6 separate regions of the Mus musculus genome follow, and all the other regions are linked to region 4. A link is a contact called in public Hi-C, HiChIP or PLAC-seq and promoter capture Hi-C data. All regions are on one chromosome and are shown on one strand. The core of a region is the stretch at or near the end of the contact, and the rest is flanking DNA. Distances in the headings are between cores, read along the strand shown.

Evidence for each region. Promoter capture Hi-C pulls out the DNA fragments that hold promoters and counts their contacts. A called contact is a pair of places that touch in the nucleus more often than the background predicts. HiChIP or PLAC-seq counts read pairs in DNA pulled down with a chosen protein or histone mark.
Region 1: a contact with region 4 is called in an H3K27ac HiChIP or PLAC-seq map of extraembryonic endoderm stem cells, with 3 times the contacts expected there. The contact joins the enhancer-like site here to the promoter of Adipor1 in region 4. A contact is called at or near these places in 6 of 39 promoter capture datasets (the 3T3-L1 cell line, the C10 cell line, hippocampal neurons and 2 more), 5 of 484 Hi-C or Micro-C datasets (B cells, the G1E-ER4 cell line, LSK cells and 2 more) and 5 of 115 datasets of contacts at active chromatin or transcription factors (bone marrow-derived macrophages, effector CD8 T cells, embryonic stem cells and 2 more).
Region 2: a Hi-C map of cortical neurons shows a contact between it and region 4, with 2.7 times the contacts expected there. The contact joins the enhancer-like site here to the promoter of Adipor1 in region 4. A contact is called at or near these places in 5 of 39 promoter capture datasets (3T3-L1-derived adipocytes, the C10 cell line, cranial neural crest and 2 more), 1 of 484 Hi-C or Micro-C datasets (cortical neurons), 7 of 115 datasets of contacts at active chromatin or transcription factors (the HPC-7 cell line, T-cell acute lymphoblastic leukemia, cardiomyocytes and 4 more) and 2 of 9 other capture datasets (adipose tissue and liver).
Region 3: a promoter capture Hi-C map of cranial neural crest shows a contact between it and region 4. The contact joins the enhancer-like site here to the promoter of Adipor1 in region 4. A contact is called at or near these places in 2 of 39 promoter capture datasets (3T3-L1-derived adipocytes and cranial neural crest) and 5 of 115 datasets of contacts at active chromatin or transcription factors (the SCID.adh cell line, bone marrow-derived macrophages, embryonic forebrain and 1 more).
Region 5: an H3K27ac HiChIP or PLAC-seq map of regulatory T cell precursor shows a contact between it and region 4, with 4 times the contacts expected there. The contact joins the enhancer-like site here to the promoter of Adipor1 in region 4. A contact is called at or near these places in 7 of 39 promoter capture datasets (the 3T3-L1 cell line, 3T3-L1-derived adipocytes, the C10 cell line and 4 more), 1 of 484 Hi-C or Micro-C datasets (cortical neurons), 6 of 115 datasets of contacts at active chromatin or transcription factors (the SCID.adh cell line, T-cell acute lymphoblastic leukemia, embryonic stem cells and 3 more) and 1 of 9 other capture datasets (embryonic stem cells).
Region 6: an H3K27ac HiChIP or PLAC-seq map of extraembryonic endoderm stem cells shows a contact between it and region 4. The contact joins the enhancer-like site here to the promoter of Adipor1 in region 4. A contact is called at or near these places in 9 of 39 promoter capture datasets (the 3T3-L1 cell line, the C10 cell line, embryonic stem cells and 3 more), 8 of 115 datasets of contacts at active chromatin or transcription factors (bone marrow-derived macrophages, embryonic stem cells, epiblast stem cells and 4 more) and 2 of 9 other capture datasets (adipose tissue and pancreatic islet).

Annotation. Positions count from the first base shown.
Region 1 is chr1:134,054,542-134,057,244 of GRCm38.p6, forward strand. No RefSeq gene overlaps it. Among named protein-coding and RNA genes, the nearest start is that of Gm19497, 5.1 kb to the right of the region's middle. Within about 2 kb of position 1,305, at least 23 of the 459 cell types and tissues checked have an H3K27ac peak or open chromatin away from gene starts, as enhancers often do. A contact at or near this core is called in the G1E-ER4 cell line and extraembryonic endoderm stem cells, where this site is marked.
Region 2 is chr1:134,144,916-134,147,872 of GRCm38.p6, forward strand. It overlaps Chit1 (chitinase 1 (chitotriosidase)), which reads left to right. Exons shown (of 12, transcript NM_001284525.1): 6 at 337-502; 7 at 676-800; 8 at 1,647-1,770. Among named protein-coding and RNA genes, the nearest start is that of Chit1, 35 kb to the left of the region's middle. Within about 2 kb of position 1,421, at least 6 of the 459 cell types and tissues checked have an H3K27ac peak or open chromatin away from gene starts, as enhancers often do. A contact at or near this core is called in cortical neurons and hippocampal neurons, where this site is marked.
Region 3 is chr1:134,822,859-134,825,890 of GRCm38.p6, forward strand. The region is part of intron 18 of Ppp1r12b (protein phosphatase 1, regulatory subunit 12B); the gene reads right to left. Among named protein-coding and RNA genes, the nearest start is that of Gm32670, 50 kb to the left of the region's middle. Within about 2 kb of position 1,468, at least 28 of the 459 cell types and tissues checked have an H3K27ac peak or open chromatin away from gene starts, as enhancers often do.
Region 4 is chr1:134,413,976-134,416,886 of GRCm38.p6, forward strand. Adipor1 (adiponectin receptor 1) reads left to right here and starts at 1,403. Exons shown (of 8, transcript NM_028320.4): 1 at 1,403-1,610.
Region 5 is chr1:134,864,387-134,867,230 of GRCm38.p6, forward strand. It overlaps Ppp1r12b (protein phosphatase 1, regulatory subunit 12B), which reads right to left. Exons shown (of 24, transcript NM_001368827.1): 13 at 1,392-1,574. Among named protein-coding and RNA genes, the nearest start is that of Gm51265, 80 kb to the right of the region's middle. Within about 2 kb of position 1,300, at least 29 of the 459 cell types and tissues checked have an H3K27ac peak or open chromatin away from gene starts, as enhancers often do. A contact at or near this core is called in the SCID.adh cell line, T-cell acute lymphoblastic leukemia, cortical neurons and 1 more, where this site is marked.
Region 6 is chr1:134,098,139-134,100,860 of GRCm38.p6, forward strand. No RefSeq gene overlaps it. Among named protein-coding and RNA genes, the nearest start is that of Gm32039, 4.3 kb to the left of the region's middle. Within about 2 kb of position 1,268, at least 401 of the 459 cell types and tissues checked have an H3K27ac peak or open chromatin away from gene starts, as enhancers often do. A contact at or near this core is called in adipose tissue, bone marrow-derived macrophages, embryonic stem cells and 8 more, where this site is marked.

The DNA of each region.
Region 1 (2,703 bases), core at 55-2,554, 360 kb before region 4:
GCAGCCCCTGAGTAAGGTAAGAACCTTGAAGCTGCTGCGCTTCAACTGGGAAAGAGCCAGAGAGCTCTCAGGGTCTTTGCTATGGAGTCAGGTAGGGACTCAGAGTCATTTTTGTCTTAACAATGTAAAAGATAGTGCTCATTCTAAAACTCACAAGGCAGTTTGATAGAAGTACCAAGTAAAGTATATGGATAAAATCTTATTTTTTATTTCTCCTGCTTCTCCTCCTCCTCTTCTTCTTCCTCCTCCTGTATGATGAGGACCAGTGTGACCAAGGAAGCAATAGGAGTGGCCTGAGCGTTCTTTATTTCCTGACTAAGCCACTCATTCTACTATGCACCCAGGTGCTGATGCCACCCACAGCTGAAATGTCATCAGGAAACTAATGGTCCCATGTGGACCTCAAACTTTCCCAGAAGGTTCCACCTCAGTCATCCAGATAGGAGCTAATAAATGTGACTTCAGCCACCAGTTGAGACCCTAGGTATCTCAAGCCCCCAAATCGTGTTCACACGGAGCCAATACATTGCTCAATTATGCAGCCGCACAAGCTTTCTCTCCTGAAAACTAGTTCATGCCCTGGGGACAAAGCCCACAAGAGGAGCAAGAAGGACTACTCTGCAGACAGAGCCAAGGCTTTGCTGTAGCACGGCCCTGGGAGCAGAGGAAGGGAGACTACAGGCAAATGGCTCGGAAGGACAAAGGGCCCAGCAACCACACCCAGCCACCCTGGGCCCCAACAGGAATTGCGAACGCGGAAGACAAACAAGCTGTTTCCACCTAAGTCTGGGCTGCTGGGCACACGGCATGGACAAAGGGCACAATTACACTGGAAAATGGGTCGGAGTCCCTGACTGGAGCAAGGAGGAAAACTGAATGGCAAGTGTTGAATCTCCGTAGGTCCACAGAGGATCAACAACAGCTTTGGACTTGTAGTCTATCTCAACCCCGCCTCTCCTTCCCAGCTGTCCTGTTGAGCCTTGGGTCTTGATGAGATTAGATTCTAGAGACAGGCTGAGAAAACAGAGGAGTGCCATGGGCTTCAGGCTTGGCCAGCAGTTTTAGGAGGAGATGGGAGCCAGATAAGAGCCATAATAGCTGGGTACTCAGAAGGTGGAACTAAAGATGTTGCATATCAAGAACCAGAAAGCCCAAGTCCCCAAGCAGAACGGAGCATATCAGGGCTCAGGGCACACAGCTCCCTGCCTAATGATAAAAGTAATTCAGGAGCAGAGGACTTCTGACAACATGGACGTGGATCCTGTGCAACCCAGCCGCAAGGTCACCGTGTCCATGAAGATCATGGTCCCGCCCCCAACTGTCTGGGCCCATGCATTGGTCAGCTGTGCTGAGAACTGTGCCCAGCTTCTGTGTGGAGTCTGGCTACTGTTGCCTTTACCTTCCACCTTCACCAGGACAGGTTCCAGGAAGCCTTTGCTTTCTCACGTCACTAACTCTGAGGTCTAGATCAGTCTGGCAAGACCCAGTCCCATACCGGTGCTCCAGCAGCATCAGGGATTGCCAAGGGAGCAGCTGCTGCCGATCTCACATCAATGAGTAGGAGCTGTCTCTGTCTCTCATGGTGGGACATCTCCATAATAAAGAAAAGGCTCAGATGCTGAGCAGCCAAACACATGGCAGATAATTTTTTTTCCAGGAAATCTCTGGATGGGGGTTGCGAGGTGCCACCCAAAGGGCTGAGTAAGAGACACCACCAGGATGTAGAGAATCCATATGGGTGTGGGGAGCTGTCACCTACAAATTCCTGCCTCCTTGAAGTGCAGAGACGATTGCCTCTGGTGGGAACTGTGCACTGCTTTGAGGCTGATTTCAAACACTCATCAGTGTTCATCTCCCACGGCTGGCCTGACAAAGCCTCAACAAATAAGGTGGTCTAGCAATGTTTAGAATTTATCTACTCTGTTGTTTATCCTGGAGGCCAGAAGTACACAATGTGCTTGCAGAGCTGTGCTTTTTCTGGAGGTCTTGGAATCCATCTCCTTTGCCTCTTCCGGTTCCCAGCAGGTCCTGGCAGTGCTTGGTTTGCAGCTCTTCTCCTGTCTCCATCTCCATCTAGAATCTTCTCTTTGTCCCTCTGGTAATCTCTGCTAAGACACGGGGCACAGCTTCAAGGAGCTCCCTGATTCAGGATGCTCTCATCCAAGGCTTTCGGTAATTACATTTGCAAAGACAGTGTCTCCGATGAGCTCATGCTCTAATGGTCTGGGTGACTGTGGGCACGGAGTCAGGTCTTATGCAGCCCATGATACCATCCCACAAGAACTTTCCTAAGGAGGGCTGAAAGATCTTTGTGGGGGATTTTATATGTATGTTCCTACAGTTTGAGCACCACAAACCCAGGCTACCTTCTGCTAGCTGACAAGAAAAAAAAAAACGATAAAGTGGGCATTCTATAACCGAATGCCGCCCCCCTTTGGGTTGGTGTGCACAGAGAGTGATGTCCCTGAACCTACATCTTTCTCTTCATCAATTGTGAATTACCCCAAAACATACACTGAAGCCTCAAGATCAATGTAACAAGCCCCGTGAGCCCACCGTTCAGGTGTAGTACACACTTAATATAATTTCAAATTTGCTTCCTATAAATGGAACAGTGCCTGAAACTCCTGCTATCCGCCTTCTCGGGAGGTTAAGTTCTCTCTAGTCCACCTTTGCCTTCTAGTTTAACTTTACGATAGTGAG
Region 2 (2,957 bases), core at 171-2,670, 270 kb before region 4:
AGTCTCCTTATTTGTCCCCCTAACTACATGGGAAACAATCTGTGCAGGGAGGAGGAGAGGGTGGGGATAATTTTGACAACGAGACAGTCAGGGACTGCAGGGGGATTGGAGCAGCCCCAGTGACAGTGACATTAGGGTTAGAAAGCACTTCTGTTGTTCCTTTTCTTAACCAGGCCCTTAACCTGTCAGCAAGTACCCCAGCAGCCCCCAGGAACCCTAGAACCCTTTCTTGTCTAAACATGTGATTGGGACCCCGAGAACTCTCCTATTCACCCTTGAGCAAGACAGTGACCTGTCTAGCCCCAGTCAGGCCACACCCCTTCCATCATTCCACAGGTTCACAGACATGGTGGCCACCGCCAGCAACCGGCAGACCTTTGTGAAGTCAGCCCTAAGTTTCCTGCGCACTCAAGGTTTTGATGGCCTTGACCTTGACTGGGAGTTCCCAGGTGGACGTGGGAGCCCCACAGTAGACAAAGAGAGATTCACAGCCCTGATACAGGTATGGCTGGGAGGGACTAGGGTCATTCAGTCTGCCGAGTGACTCAGGGTGGTGGTCCTACCCCAGTGCCAGCAGCTTCAGACTGCAGAATGTGAACACCTATCAGGGAGTGGGTAATAGCATAGAGGGTCCTGCTAGCTCCTGCCTCTACCTTCATGCTGTTCTTCCCACAGGACTTGGCCAAAGCCTTCCAGGAGGAAGCCCAGTCCTCAGGGAAGGAACGCCTCCTTCTGACTGCAGCTGTACCGAGTGATCGAGGCCTGGTGGATGCTGGCTACGAGGTGGACAAGATTGCCCAGTGAGTCTCATGAATCCCTATGTTCTCCAAGGCTGGAGCAGCCCAGGGTGGTTGAGCATTCCAGAAACAAAGCAGATCTCTGCTTGCAAGGCATGACTTCCAGTTGTTATCACGCAACTGAGAAGTCACTGCTTTCTGTGTTGGCTACACTGCACTATTTCAGATCCTTTCTGTGGGTGTGTGGGGATGGTTAGGTGGTCTTTGTTCTTCCCTTCCTCTGGTACTCACAAGGTTCAAGAAAGAACACACTTGGGGCAGGAGGAGGGAGATCACAACCCTTAAGCATCTCCAAGAATATGGGAGGTCACATGCTAGCTCCTCGGTGGGGTGTGTGGAGCTGCAGCCCCTATGACACTTGAGAGATGGTACACCGGTGCATGCATTTATTCCCAGCATTCAGGAGGTGAGGGCAGGCAAGTCCCTGTGAGTCTGAAACCAGCCTGCTCTTCACTGATTTCCAGGCCAGCTACATAGAGAGAGATGCTGTGAGTGTGAGTGAGTGTGTGTGTGTGTGTGTGTGTGTGTGTGTGTGTGTGTGTGTGTGAAAGCTTGTTAGAAATGCAGCCTGCTGAGTGAACGCCTACATTTTAGTGAGATTCTCAGGGGACTTATGAAATGTTAACGCTTTGGAAGCACTGAGCTAGATTGCTTCCAAAATGGCAAAATCGAACCAGCTCTCTCGCACAGAACAGAAAACACCTGAGGGTGCTGACGTGGGCGGTGGGGGGCAGGACATCGAAGACAATGTCCAACACCACAGTGGGAATGGGAATGGTCTGAGGGTGAGGGATAGAGAATGTCCTTATCTCTCCTTCTTGTTCCCACCCCTTCCCATGTCTCCTGCAGGAGCTTGGATTTCATCAACCTTATGGCCTACGACTTCCACAGCTCCTTGGAAAAGACCACAGGGCATAACAGCCCCCTCTACAAAAGGCAAGGAGAAAGTGGGGCAGCCGCTGAGCAAAACGTGGTGAGTGGTTGGTGGGATGAGGCGGGGGTCTTCTGTCCAGCAGGACCTGGGTAGTGGCCTCGTTTGAACCCCAGTTCCCTAATGGAAAACAAAACCAGGAAAACCAAGGACGACACCAAGGACCAGGCTTTTCCTGTTGTCTTGTTTGCTGGCTTTATTCTGTCCCATGCCATTTCTGAGGGGAAGGTGTCACTTCTCTGCAGGATCTTAGCTGACAACAGAGCAAGTCACTTTAATGACATCAGACACACAAGGGACTGATGTGGAAGCTTCCTTGGAACTTGACTCTACAGCCAGTATGACCCCCACATGTTTCACATCCATCCTTGCCCAAGGTTGATAACACTGCAAGGGACATCACTTGAGGAGGAACAACCAGGCCCTGGAAGGGCAGACTGGTCTTAAACTGGAGCTGGGATTTCCTGCCCAACTCTTTCTCTCTGAGAAGTCTGGATAGCTTATATATGCCCAGACTATAGTCACAGGTCAAGAATAACGATTCTTTCTTAAGAAAGAATCATTCTTAAGAAAGAAACGATTCATTTCTCTTTCTTAAGACAGCCACCATGGCACTCCCTAAATTTGGAATGCCTTTTGCTTTTGGTGTCCTGTATCTGAGAGGGCAGGAATAGGACATTTTTATCTCTCTGGCACTTTCACAAAGTTAATACTGTGGGTTAGAGGGCCACATCAGGCCTGACTGTGTACCTCATCTGGAAAACAGAATGGGTTTTGAAGGAAGCTAAACAGCTCAGTTCAGTGGAGGACACAAAGACACAAAGCTGATTGCTGTTTGGGGCTGAGCCCATCAGCCGGGTATTCTCTGGGCTGGAAAAGGAAGGGTTTTGCCTTTGACCACATGTCTTCTACTTGCCAATTGTGTGTCTGAGAACTGCTTCTGGCCAGTCTCCCCTATCTAAACATACATAAGATGTGTCATTCAGGGACCCTAGTTTTTCTCTCAGAAATTTGGGGTTTGATCATGGGTAATCTATTCAGACTAACAAAAAGAAATCAATGCAATGAAAACTGTCTTTACCGAAGAGGCCCAGACTCACCATGAGGACACTGAGCCACAGTATAGGCCCGAAGGACAAATTTTCATTTTTCAATAGTTACTCAGCATCACTAGATCCAATGTCTCTTCCAGCCACAGGCCTAGAATTACACATCTGTTATCACACGAT
Region 3 (3,032 bases), core at 218-2,717, 410 kb after region 4:
ATGCTTTTCCATACTTCATACATTTTCTCTAATGAAATGCATTACCTTTTTATAGCCATTACAACCTCCCCCACAAACCAAAAAATCTCTACTCTGAATTTCAAGCTCATGAGTGATCCCCCACCAGAACCACGTAAGGTTACAGGTTCTAACACGAACTAATGTCTCGTAGGCAACTGGAGGCAGCAAGAAGATAGACCAGAAAAAGAAAAGGCTAGGAGGTTGGTTAACTTATGCTAATAGTTGGAAAATCTTCAGATAAGACATTTTAAGAAAGCCCATATTACTTTGAAGGGCTGCTTATCAAATCTTTAAAAAGGTTTCTGATTAGAGGGTAACTCCCTGAGGTAACATGACACCGAGTCCAAACCTACAGGGTTTCCAAGGAGCCCCTGTGAGCTTTGATTACTGAGAGTCCTCGGCAACAGCATGGCCTAAAATTAACGGAGCTCATAAAAGGAAGATGCCAAAAGGAACTTTGTCCTTGAGATGGTTTCTGCAGCCTGGACTAGAGCAAGGCACAATCCATATATAGAAAAGCATAGAGTCTGCAGTATTTTAAGAAACTACAGTTGCAAAACACACGCAGTGTACAGTGAGAGCAAAGGTCCATCCAGGGCATGGTGGCAGCGGCCACTAGGGAAGATTCTTCAGGGCATAACACATGGCAAGCGATGTCCCAGACAGGGATGGTTGGCTGCCGCTTACCATCTCCATCCTCTGCTCTCAACTGCCATGCTGCAAACCGCAAAAAAACAGGAGAGCTCGCTATCCTACAAACAGCCTGCCAACCCCATGGGGCCGGCTCCCAGAGGACTGCTCTGAACAGTTATTGCTTATTACGGCTATCCCTATTGTTAAAAAAATCTTATGAACATTAATTATCATGTTATCAAATTTCTCAGACATCTCAAAACCCACTCTGGGTGCTTTTATGTATTTATTCTTTCCCTTATCTGTTAAAAGATAAAGAAGCTGAATGGAGAAAATCTGTATTTTATTATCCTTTTAACTCTGTTAAACGCAAGAGAAAAAGCACACCAAGAAAAAAAAAAGGTTGTGGTTGTTATATGGTGTCCTATAAAAATATTGCTTTACTACATAAATAACTAGGTCTATCTGATAGCTTACCTACCGTGTCTTTAAACTCAGGCAAGCTGTTGTTCCAGCGCAACAGTACAGTCTTGCCTGGGAAATACCTTACCATATTAGGCAATCAGGCCCCAATAGAGAAGAAAAAGCAAAGCAGACCTAGGGTTTTACCTAAAAGGAGAAAGGCCAAGACACTGCCCATCGGTGGAGAGCGAACAGACAGAGATGCTTCACGGGATTAAGTAAAAGATTAAAAGACACTGCTCGAGAGAAAGATCCAGCAAATAGCCAGGAGCGGCTGTGAAAGATTAGAGAAATAGTGCAAATTCATCCCGAGAGGTGAGGGGAGAAAACCAGAAAGGACCTGCCTAAACAGAGTTGCCGCAAAATCTGCAGAAGAGAAGCAAGACAGGACGGTACTTAAAGTTGAACACTGCAAGTTGGCTTGACCCACAGAGAAATTTTAGGATACGATTTGCTTGGAAGCTCTTGGGATTCTGAGTGAAATTTTGAAACATTCAGTCCTGTTCTTTTCTATACATTTTTCCCCCCTCTAACTCAGCAATTCCTAAAACCTTCCTCGAAATATCTCAGAAAGCCAGGCATGGTAGCACGTCTGTAATCCTAGTATTCAGGAAGGAGTGTGGAAGAGGCAGCTTGGGCTCTAGAGTGAGTCCCTGACTTAAACTAACAACAAAAGGTATTCCTGTTAGAGTTACAGAGGAATCTAACTAGGTTTTATGTCTCACATTTTTTTTCTCTAAGGAAAAATTAGTAGATAACTAAAATACACAATTTTAAAGGTTGATAAAAGTCCCAAAAGCCATGTTTATGACTGACTTAGGAATTTAGGAATCACCACTAGTAACTTACATGTAGCAGCTTCAGTTTTATTATGTAAGCGGAGCAGTGTGTACTATAATTAGCTTTAGTTTATAAATGAGGACACTGAAGCAACGAGAAGTATCTTATACAAAATAGTTGGGGGTTTAAGCCGGGATTTAAATGCAGGGAACTTAGTTCCTGGGTCTGGACTCGCTTCTCTGCCCCACTGCATGTCACCGCAGTCTGAGACACATGGTAAATAACAGACACACACATACAATGGCAGGCGGTGGGACAGTGGGAGCTGGGAATAGAATGCCACCATCTCTGCCTCAGTTCATCTCTGGGCCTCTGTGTGACTTTTATTTGTTTTTAACCATGTAGCCAGTGTCTGTGTGTGTGACAGAGAAAAGCCGTGGGTCTTTATGTGCCACAGTGCAGGGATGGGGTCAGAGGACAGCTTTTTGAGAGTGGTTCTCTTCTTTCACTGTGGATTCTGGAGACAGACCTTGGGTCATCCGGCTCAAATCAACCAAACCAAACTTTAGAATTCAATAGCATCTAGAAATAAATGGTTCTCAAAAAAACCCCATCATAACTGAAATGGAAGAGCTAGTTAAAACTATAACAAAGCTGAGAAGATAAGACAGCGCAAAGGGAACTAAGAGGCGAGTGAGCTCAAGAATGTGCATGGCTTAGTCTGCAGCCTCCTGTGGTTCCTTGAGAACAGACTCAGTGCTCTGGACATGGCCTGTATCTCAAAGGGTGTCAGGAGTCTCTGGGGTACTCAGCTCTCTCATGCCACTTTGATAAAAAAGGACAAGCACATTTTATGGTTAATATTATACAAGTAAAAAATGTGGCCAAGAACAAATCCAAAACAACTTATTGTACTGCTGTTTTTAATTTGGAAAAGAGCAAAATCACTCATATTCTTAAAGTCCAGAGGTAAGGCTATTCTCCCATAATAGCTGTCAGTCTTCTTGCTTTGAATTTTGGAGTGCTCTAGGGTTTTGTCCTTCTCTGGAGTTATTTTCCTGGTAACTTCATCCAATCCCATGGTTTTAGAGATGATCTGTTTGTTTCCTGACATCCAAGTTTAGAAATCCCACCTG
Region 4 (2,911 bases), core at 153-2,652:
GCAGGTAATTTATTATTATTATTTTTATTAAAATATAGGTTTCTAGTCAACTGTTTTTTTTAAAGATTTATTTATTTATTTTATGTATATGAGTATACCATTGCTCTCTTCAGACACACCAGAAGAGGGCATTAGATCCAATTAAGATGGTTATGAGCCACCATGTGGGTGGCTGGGAATTGAACTCTGGACCTCTGGAAGAACAGTGGGTGTTCTTAACTGCTGAGCCATCTCTCCAGCCCCAGGTAATATATTAACAATAGCTAGTTGTTATGAAACTCTATCCATTTGCCAGGCATCATGCAGACACTGCCTTAGTCCTGACAGACCTGAAAGTAGCACCTGAAATGTCCTTAGTCCTGACAGACCTGAAAGTAGCATCATTTCCCTTCGTTTTCAAGGTTAAGTAGTGATTTGGAAGGACTCAGTAATGTGTAAAGATCGGCTGGCTTGGGAAGGAAACTGGATCTACAAGAACCCAGAGTCTATGCTTTTAACCAGAACAAAGTTGACTTCACTCTCCTGGGGCATCCATCTAGCATTTGGTCACCTTTTCTTGCATTTAGAGCAGTAACAGCTGTGCATCGTTTTTTGGAGTATAAGAAAATGAACACTCCCAAAATACTATATTGTGTGGTTCAGTTCCGGCAGAGAAGCACACTATATTGTCTTCTAAGATGTGCCCTCTGGGTCACATGGGAACATGGACTGGCACAGAAAATTGTCAAGCTAGGCTTGTTTGAAATAACTTCTCCCTTTCTGATAAATAACAGGAACCAAAAGTTAAATCAGTTGAGTGAATAGATTCATGGTAGTCGTTCCATACATAGCATACCAGAAGAAGAGAGGGAGGGATTTGGAAAATGGATATAGAAATAGTTTCGGAGCTGTATGGTAGCCCACATTTGAAATCCTAGCATTTGAAAGGCTGAGATAGGATGGCCTCGAGTACAAGGCTCACCTGGGTTGCACAATTAAACCCTTTCTCAAACAAAAATAAAAGTGTGGGTTGGCGTTGTTTAATCCTGCCACTAGGGAGGCGAATCTACAGGGCGAATTCGGGACAGCCAGGGCTACACGGAGAATCCGTGTCTTGGAAAAAGGGGGGAAAAAGTGTTTCTGTACTAGAGATATAGTGGCTTGCCTAGAGGTACAATTCCCAGTACTAAGAGAAGGAAAAAAAAAGTGTTTCGGAGCTGAAAAGCGAGGCCGTGGGGTGGGAAACTAAGATTGCCTTCCCAGCTCCCTACTCCCAGCTCCCTACTCCCCTACACGCGCCCGTCGTAGGCCGGGAGAAGAGGCTTTTGCAGTCCGCCAGTGTAGGGCCAAGCTGGGACAGCCAGAGCCAGCGATTGGTCAGATCAGGGGCGGGGCGGGGCGAGCCTGAGCGCGCCCTGATGATTGGCACGCGCAGGAATGCCTGGATCGGAGCGGGTGAGGTAGCGCCGGGAAGGTGACGCGGCTGCGGAGGTGACGCCGTGCGGTCGCGCGGCCCTTCCGGCGCGGGCAGGGCGCTGAGGATCGGGCGCCCCTCGGCCGCAGGCCGCCTCCAGTGCCGCGGGATGTAGCGCCCGGGCCCGCGGCCCCCAGCAGAGGCAGCCAGCCAGGCCGTAAGTGTCCCGGGGGTGGGCGGGGCGCGGGCCCTGCAGGCTCTGGAGGGGACAGCACGGGAGTGGCCCGCCCCTGGATCGTCGCTCACCGCCCGGCCCTCCGAAAGGTCCTCCGTAAACATTTCCGGCCCCTCCCACCGCGCACCGCCTCCGTTCGGGGGGCTGCTCGCCGCCGTCGGGGCCCGGCAGTCCGCGAGTGCTGTCTCCGCAGCCGCGCGGTAGACGGCCGCGTTCCAGCCCTGCTGGCGACCCCCGGAGTTGAGCCTGCGAGTTGGGTGCGGGAACACCGGCCCTGGGTGGCCGGGAACCCTAAGGCCACCACCGCGATCCGCAGGTCAAACGTGACGGGGCTCCCTCCTGGATAGGGTCGGTCGGGAAGTTGATGGAGACTCGACAGGCCTAAGGTACTACTCAACTAGAATGTAAACAAGATGCCGAAGTGTTGGGAAGGGCCAGATTTCATCTCAGAAATCTAGGGTTGATGGATGCTGGTTTGTTTGAGAATTTGAGTCTCGCACTTGCTTTTAAGAAAATAAAGTGGCTCGCCGTCAGTTTCTGGCGGTTCGTAGTTGAAGAAGCTGGACAAATTTCAGTTTACATAGTTTCAGATGTCAGCGGAGCACTAAGAGACCATGGGATCTTCTATAATAATAATCTGATTATTTCCCTCGGGTCTTTAGCAGACAGACCAGAAAACCCAGCAGTTAAGTTGTGTGGTAAATCAAACGAAGATGGCAATAGGTGGTTCTTTGCAGAACCAAAGCCATGTTGGGATGTGCTCACTGCTTTTTTTTTTTTTCCTTTTGATAATGCAGGGCAGGCTGTGATGGTGCAGTCGCAGTTCCTGAGAGTTTATAGCATCAGTCCACTGCCAGGAACTCAGTCAGATAGGATGGCGCTAAGTGGATTGCAATGTCAGGGTTCCCGGCCTGCAGCCACTGCATTTCTTTATTACAGAAGTAGTTTTTGTGTCCATTTTTTGTGAAAGGTCTTTGAGAAGTCAGTCTTCAAAAGCTGGTGTTATTAGTGAAGTATTAGACATTGGTGTGGGCCTTCAAACACTGCACCTACTCCCGCAGGGTAATCTCCGCTGGGGTGTTCACAGTAGCCCAGAAACGACAAGATTTTTGAGAAAGAAGTAAATGAGTGGCTTTACCCGTGTGAAAGATAAATTAAGGAAGCAGCCTTAATTTCATAGCCTCTGCGCCTCCCTCCCCTCACTCCACCCCCCCCCCCTCACGGCAGGAGGAGGGGAGCGGTCAGCACCTTAAAATGAATGGTAGGCTAAGTTGTGTCACTTC
Region 5 (2,844 bases), core at 50-2,549, 450 kb after region 4:
CTGCTGCTCCTCCAGAGAACCTGAACTTGAGTCCCAGAACCTGTATCAGGAGTTCTTGCAACTCCAGCTACAGGGCCTCTGACCCCTTTTTCTGGCCTCCAAGGGCACTAGCAACACACATGGCACATGTATACACATTCACAAGCAAACATGCATGCATAGGCATGCACACATACACACGAATAAACATGTCTTTTTAAAAAGAGGACAACTACTGACTCAGAACCCCATTAGTCCAGATAATTGATTTCCTTAAAAATTTTATGGAAAGAACAATAACAGGAAATGCTGTTTTTCAATACACTTAACTTCTCCCCCCCCCCTTTCTCAAAATGTGTGCTTTGAGTTCTCTTCACAATAAACAAATACTAAAAAGTTAGGTACTGTAGTCTTAGATTACATTTCCTGGCGTCTCACATATACATACACACTGAAAGATAGAAAAATATCTTTTTGGATACTGAAAAACCTTGATGAAAATTTGTTCTTTTCCAAGTCTTAAAAAAACCCTCTACCATAGCCTGCACACTAGATTTTATAACTTCAAGGTTAAGACAATGCTTAATGTTTCTTCCTTTTATCACACTGCACAATCTCTTAATCCTAACAACTGAAAAGTTCTGCTCTTTTTCTAATCTATCTCAAGTTGATCTACATCTGCTTTCTAGGAATTTCGCTCTAAAAACACTGCAGTGTAACAGAGCATGGTAGCGGCCATCTGCACTCCTAGTCTCAAGCAGGCTACCGCAAGAGAACCAAGAGATCAAAGCTGGCTGGTCTGGGGTGCACAGCAAGTCTCAACAACTGCAGACAAGTGAGCCACAATCCCACATTACCATAAATGCTCATTTCCTTCCCTGGGACTATTCTCCCATGAATTAAATCTATGCACCCAGCACTGCTTCTCTTGCACCCAGCACTGCTTCTCTTGCACCCAGCACTGCTTCTCTTGCACCCAGCACTGCTTCTCTTGCACCCAGCACTGCTTCTCTTGCACCCAGCACTGCTTCTCTTGCACCCAGCACTGCTTCTCTTGCACCCAGCACTGCTTCTCTTGCACCCAGCACTGCTTCTTTGAGCACTTTATTACAGTATTACCTTGCTGCACAAAGTAATCACAGAGAACTCAGAACAAAACAAAGGATCTTTATCTGGGCTTCAAGCTCTCCATCACAAAAGACAAAAATATGTCTGTCAGCTATAAGGCAAGTAGGGGAAAAAAGGCTCTGACTATACATACAACATAATGCTAACCCCCACCAACCACAAAATCCTCCCAGGCTAAGACAGTAAGATTAAGATCTATCTGAGCTTGAGTCAGACACTTCCCACCCGCTTGTCTGTCTCTCTTCTCACAGCAGAGCCCTGCAACCGCACCAGCAACCTCATACCTCCTCTTCTCCCGGGCCTCCACAGAGGGGTCTGTTCCAGCGGAGGAGAACACTGTGGCAGCTGGAACCCCATTGGCAGTACTTGGCGCAGGACGGTTGGTGATCACACACAGTGGGGTGCTGGAGGAGACACTGTCTGCTGTTTTCTCTGCTGTTGAGTCAGCCTGGGACTTGTAAGGAGTCCTGGAATTAAGAAAAGACAGGAGCAAAAAGAGAATGGTCAGGCATGATGTATAGCAGACACTGGCACAGAGAAAGGAGGCACTAGTCTAATGAGAATCTTCTTGCTCAAGATTTTGTTTGTTGGTTTGTTAATTCTGAGCTCGTAAATATTGCATCAGTATGATTATACATTTAGTCTGACATCTTCTGCCCAGGACTTATTTGTTATAGGATATTTTTTATATGACATTAAAAAACGAACAAACAAAAATCAGCTATGGCACAAGGCAAGATACTGCATATGAACGAGTGCCTTAAAGGCTCGTTGCCACCTGACCTCCCTCCGCACATGCACAAAGAGAGAGGATCTCACTGCAGGTGAAAGAGACACCAGAATCACTTACGATATCAGTCTCCACCTCCCTCAGCTCGTGGCAGGGGAAGTCTTTGTGGCAGTCCTCAGCCTAGATTTGATGATCATCTTCTTGAATTCTCCAATTGAAAAGTATTCTACAACCTCAGTCTATTTGGCTCTCTCTCACCTAGTCCAGCAACTGCAGTCTTTCTTCCATTTAGCCAAGCGCCTAATTCTCTACAGTCATAGCTGCCTAAGTAAGAGACTGAAGCAGAAATCGAGCAGGATTCTAAATGCAACCTTAACTACAGACTGCAACAGCAAGCTGTGTAATTAAAGTCATTTCTGTGAAAAGAAGATCTTTGTTTCTTAACAAAGAATCAGGAGCAACCATTGGCTTTCCACCCAAAAAGCTATCATTTGTGATGTCACAGCTTGTTGCTGGGGTAACAGAGATCCAAAATTGATACTTGCAGAGATGGGAAAAGCAATGAAAAGCATGAATGTTAAAAATCTGTTTTTCACCTACTCACAATTATTATCAGAAATGTTTACAAGTAGCTATAAGCTCACTTCCAAAGAATCACATTATTAGAATTAGTGTAAAAGAAATAATCAAATCATAAAGTCTAAACATGGCATTAAGAAACATAAAAATATAACACTTTTGAAGATAGAAACTATATCTTTAAAAAATGAGCTACTTCTCCAGAAGGAATTAATATCTCAGCATAAGGTGATATTTTATACTCATTTTCTCATCTAAAAAGGTAGAGATAAATAGTTTCTCAGATTTATTCGTATGCAGGAAATACTAATTAACAAGAAGCGTGGCCATAAGAAGTGTGGGGCCAACCCAAGAACAATGTGCATACCTCTAACTATCAGCATAACTATCAGGGGTCCATGAACCCAAGGCCTGAGACCAGTCTGAGA
Region 6 (2,722 bases), core at 18-2,517, 320 kb before region 4:
TTGTGGGTTTGAACCTTGCGCAGTACTTCTACCTCCGCTTCCTGAACGCGGAGGCTGCAGGCTCCAAACACCACAAGCTGCTCCCACTGTCCTTCCTTCCTTGAGGCAGTCAGACCATGCTGCCCAGACTGGCCTTGAACTCTCAATCCTCCTGCCTCAGCTTTCAAGTGCTGCCACACACCAGGTTATATGAACCTTTTGAGTACCCAAGAAGCAGCTTTTGAATTTCAGCTCAGAGTGCCATGCTATAGGGCTAGGTCAGGCTTTCCTTTCTGACAGAGAGGCTGTATACTTTCCAGCCGGAATATAAGGGAGCAGATGCCCGAGACTGCTGTCGCTTGAGGTCTAGGTCCTGCTGGCCCTTTCTGAACCCTCCTGGCTCCTCCTCCCAGCCACTGGAGAACTGCCACATTGAGAGGCAGAACCTGGGAGGCGTCGGAGCCCATTCATTTTTAATAGTCCAGCTGCCATGGTCTCCCAGAAGTTCCGCTGCACACAAGCACTCTCAGTTGCCAGGCCTGGGTCTTGTCAATGTTTAATGGAAGCAAGGATCTTATCTGGAGTTCCAAGTCGTTTAGATTACTCCTGTGTAAGGACCTGTAGTGTGGGATGGTGAAGACAGATGGAAGACTCCTCAGAGTGACCCTGCTGCTCCCCGGGGCAGGAAGGGGTTCTTAGAGTTAAAAACAGTGTGTGGGTGGCCCAGGAAACAACGCAAACGGGACAGAAAGCCCTATCTCACTTTGGTCAGGGTCTGACCACACTGTCAACAGCTCTGCCTTGGAGTCGATTCCAGGTGCCCAGTGCACACCCTGCCAGGGGCCTCCTGGGAAATCCAAGACACAAGGTAATGGATGAAGTCTGGAGGGACTTAAAAATAGATGTCCATTGAGCCTGTTCTGGTGTCCCTCAGCAACCAAATCTGCCTGTATTTGGGAGAAGAGACACCATCTGGCTTGCCTCTAGTATCAAAGTGTTGCATGGAATGACTACAAGTCCACACTAACCTGCCAGACTGAGCTGGGCCGCTCTGTGCTCCCGGTCCTGACTCCAGAGCAACTAGGGGAGGGACTAGTGCAGCTCCCCAAGGCCCCGAGGAATGCCTTACGCAGAGAGTCAAGTTCTATTTGGGGAATGGAACATCACGGTTCTAAACACAAGCCGGATGTTATTTACAAAACTTGTCTAATGGCCCAGCCTCCATACCGGTAGCTCATTGGCTGCTCGTCTAATGGCTCAGCCTCCATACTGGCAGCTCATTGGCTTCCAGCTCAGGTTTCTCTAGCGGCTTTCTCCGGACTTTCTCCCGTCCTACCAGTTTCCTCCGCTTACAGATCAACATTCCAGCCGAAGTGTCTCACTGACCACTGACTGTCACTCACCGATGAGACCTGTGGAGGGAAGCTGGCAGGAGCAGTTCCTAACTGGGAGACTGAGGCTTGGGAAGGGGAGACCGGCAGGAAAGAAAGTCAGAATGATATCACCCTGCCCTGCTGTCTGCCATTCTTATGAGGGTTAAAATGAAAGACGGCCGAGGGCCTCTCCCAGTTCACCCGTGAAGCTCGAGTCTAAGTGATGGGTCAGGTGATTTAAGCTTTTTCACTCCAATTCAGACGGTGGAGAAGTCTGGCTGAATGGATCAAAACTGGCCAGCACACTGGACAGACCATTCCTAACACCTGGCCTTTTGCTATGTTGTGTTTGGGGAGGTTGGACTAGAGACTGGAAAATCCCAACAGACATTCCTAAGTCCCGGGAAAGTCTGACGCTGAGGTGTCAGGACTGTGGGCACATGCTCTTCTTGAATATCCCTGGGTCTCTTAGGCCACTCTGTCCCCTTTGCTCATCATCTTGTCTCATGCCTGTTCACCCAACACCTGCTCCATCACCACCTCTCCCACACAGCGCAGGCCCGTGGGCTGCATGTGGTATGTATAATAGTAGTCCTTGCCCCAGTGACCCGTGAATATTCAGTGAGCTAACTCATGTGGAATGCTTGGACCAGCATGGAGTAAAACCTCAATAAATATTAACTGCTACAAATGCCTGTTGCTGTATGGTTTCTCATCCTCCATCCAGGGTAAAGGAACTTTAAAGGAACCCTGTCACGCGAGCCCTTCTAGGCCCTAGCATGATCCCAGACCTGAACACGGACAGCTGTGCCCCGTGGGTTTTCTCTAAAGGTCACAAAGACTCATCGAGAAATGTCCAGGCTTAGGCGCTGACCTAGGAAACTAAAGACGAGGCTTTATTCCATCAGCAAACAGGTGGGCTTCCTGAGAACGCAAGGACACCTGTGAACGGCTCATGAGCAACACAGTGGCCTGGCTAGCCACCAAATACTACCATGATGGTGCTGACCACTGGGTCCTTAGGATCTAGAGCAGAGGAGGTTTGGCAGGGCAGCTCAGGTAAACCTCCTGGTGAGAGAGAGCTGCAGAGTCGTGGCTACTTTAAATTGGGGGGGGGGGCATTGCTGGATGAAGAGAGAGCCTCACCTAGGCTCCACACATTCTGTGAGTGAGTAGCTCAGCACTCAGGCCCGTGGCAGAGGGTGTAGAGTGGCGCAAGCCTCTTACATAGAAGATACTAGATAGCACCTTATAGGTAGACTAACTCCAGGTTCCACCCTATCTGGGGCCTCTGTGAGTCCTTGTGGGCTGGGGACAAGATCATTGTGGGAGATTATCACCTTCCTCCTTAAATAGTACCTGCTCTACCC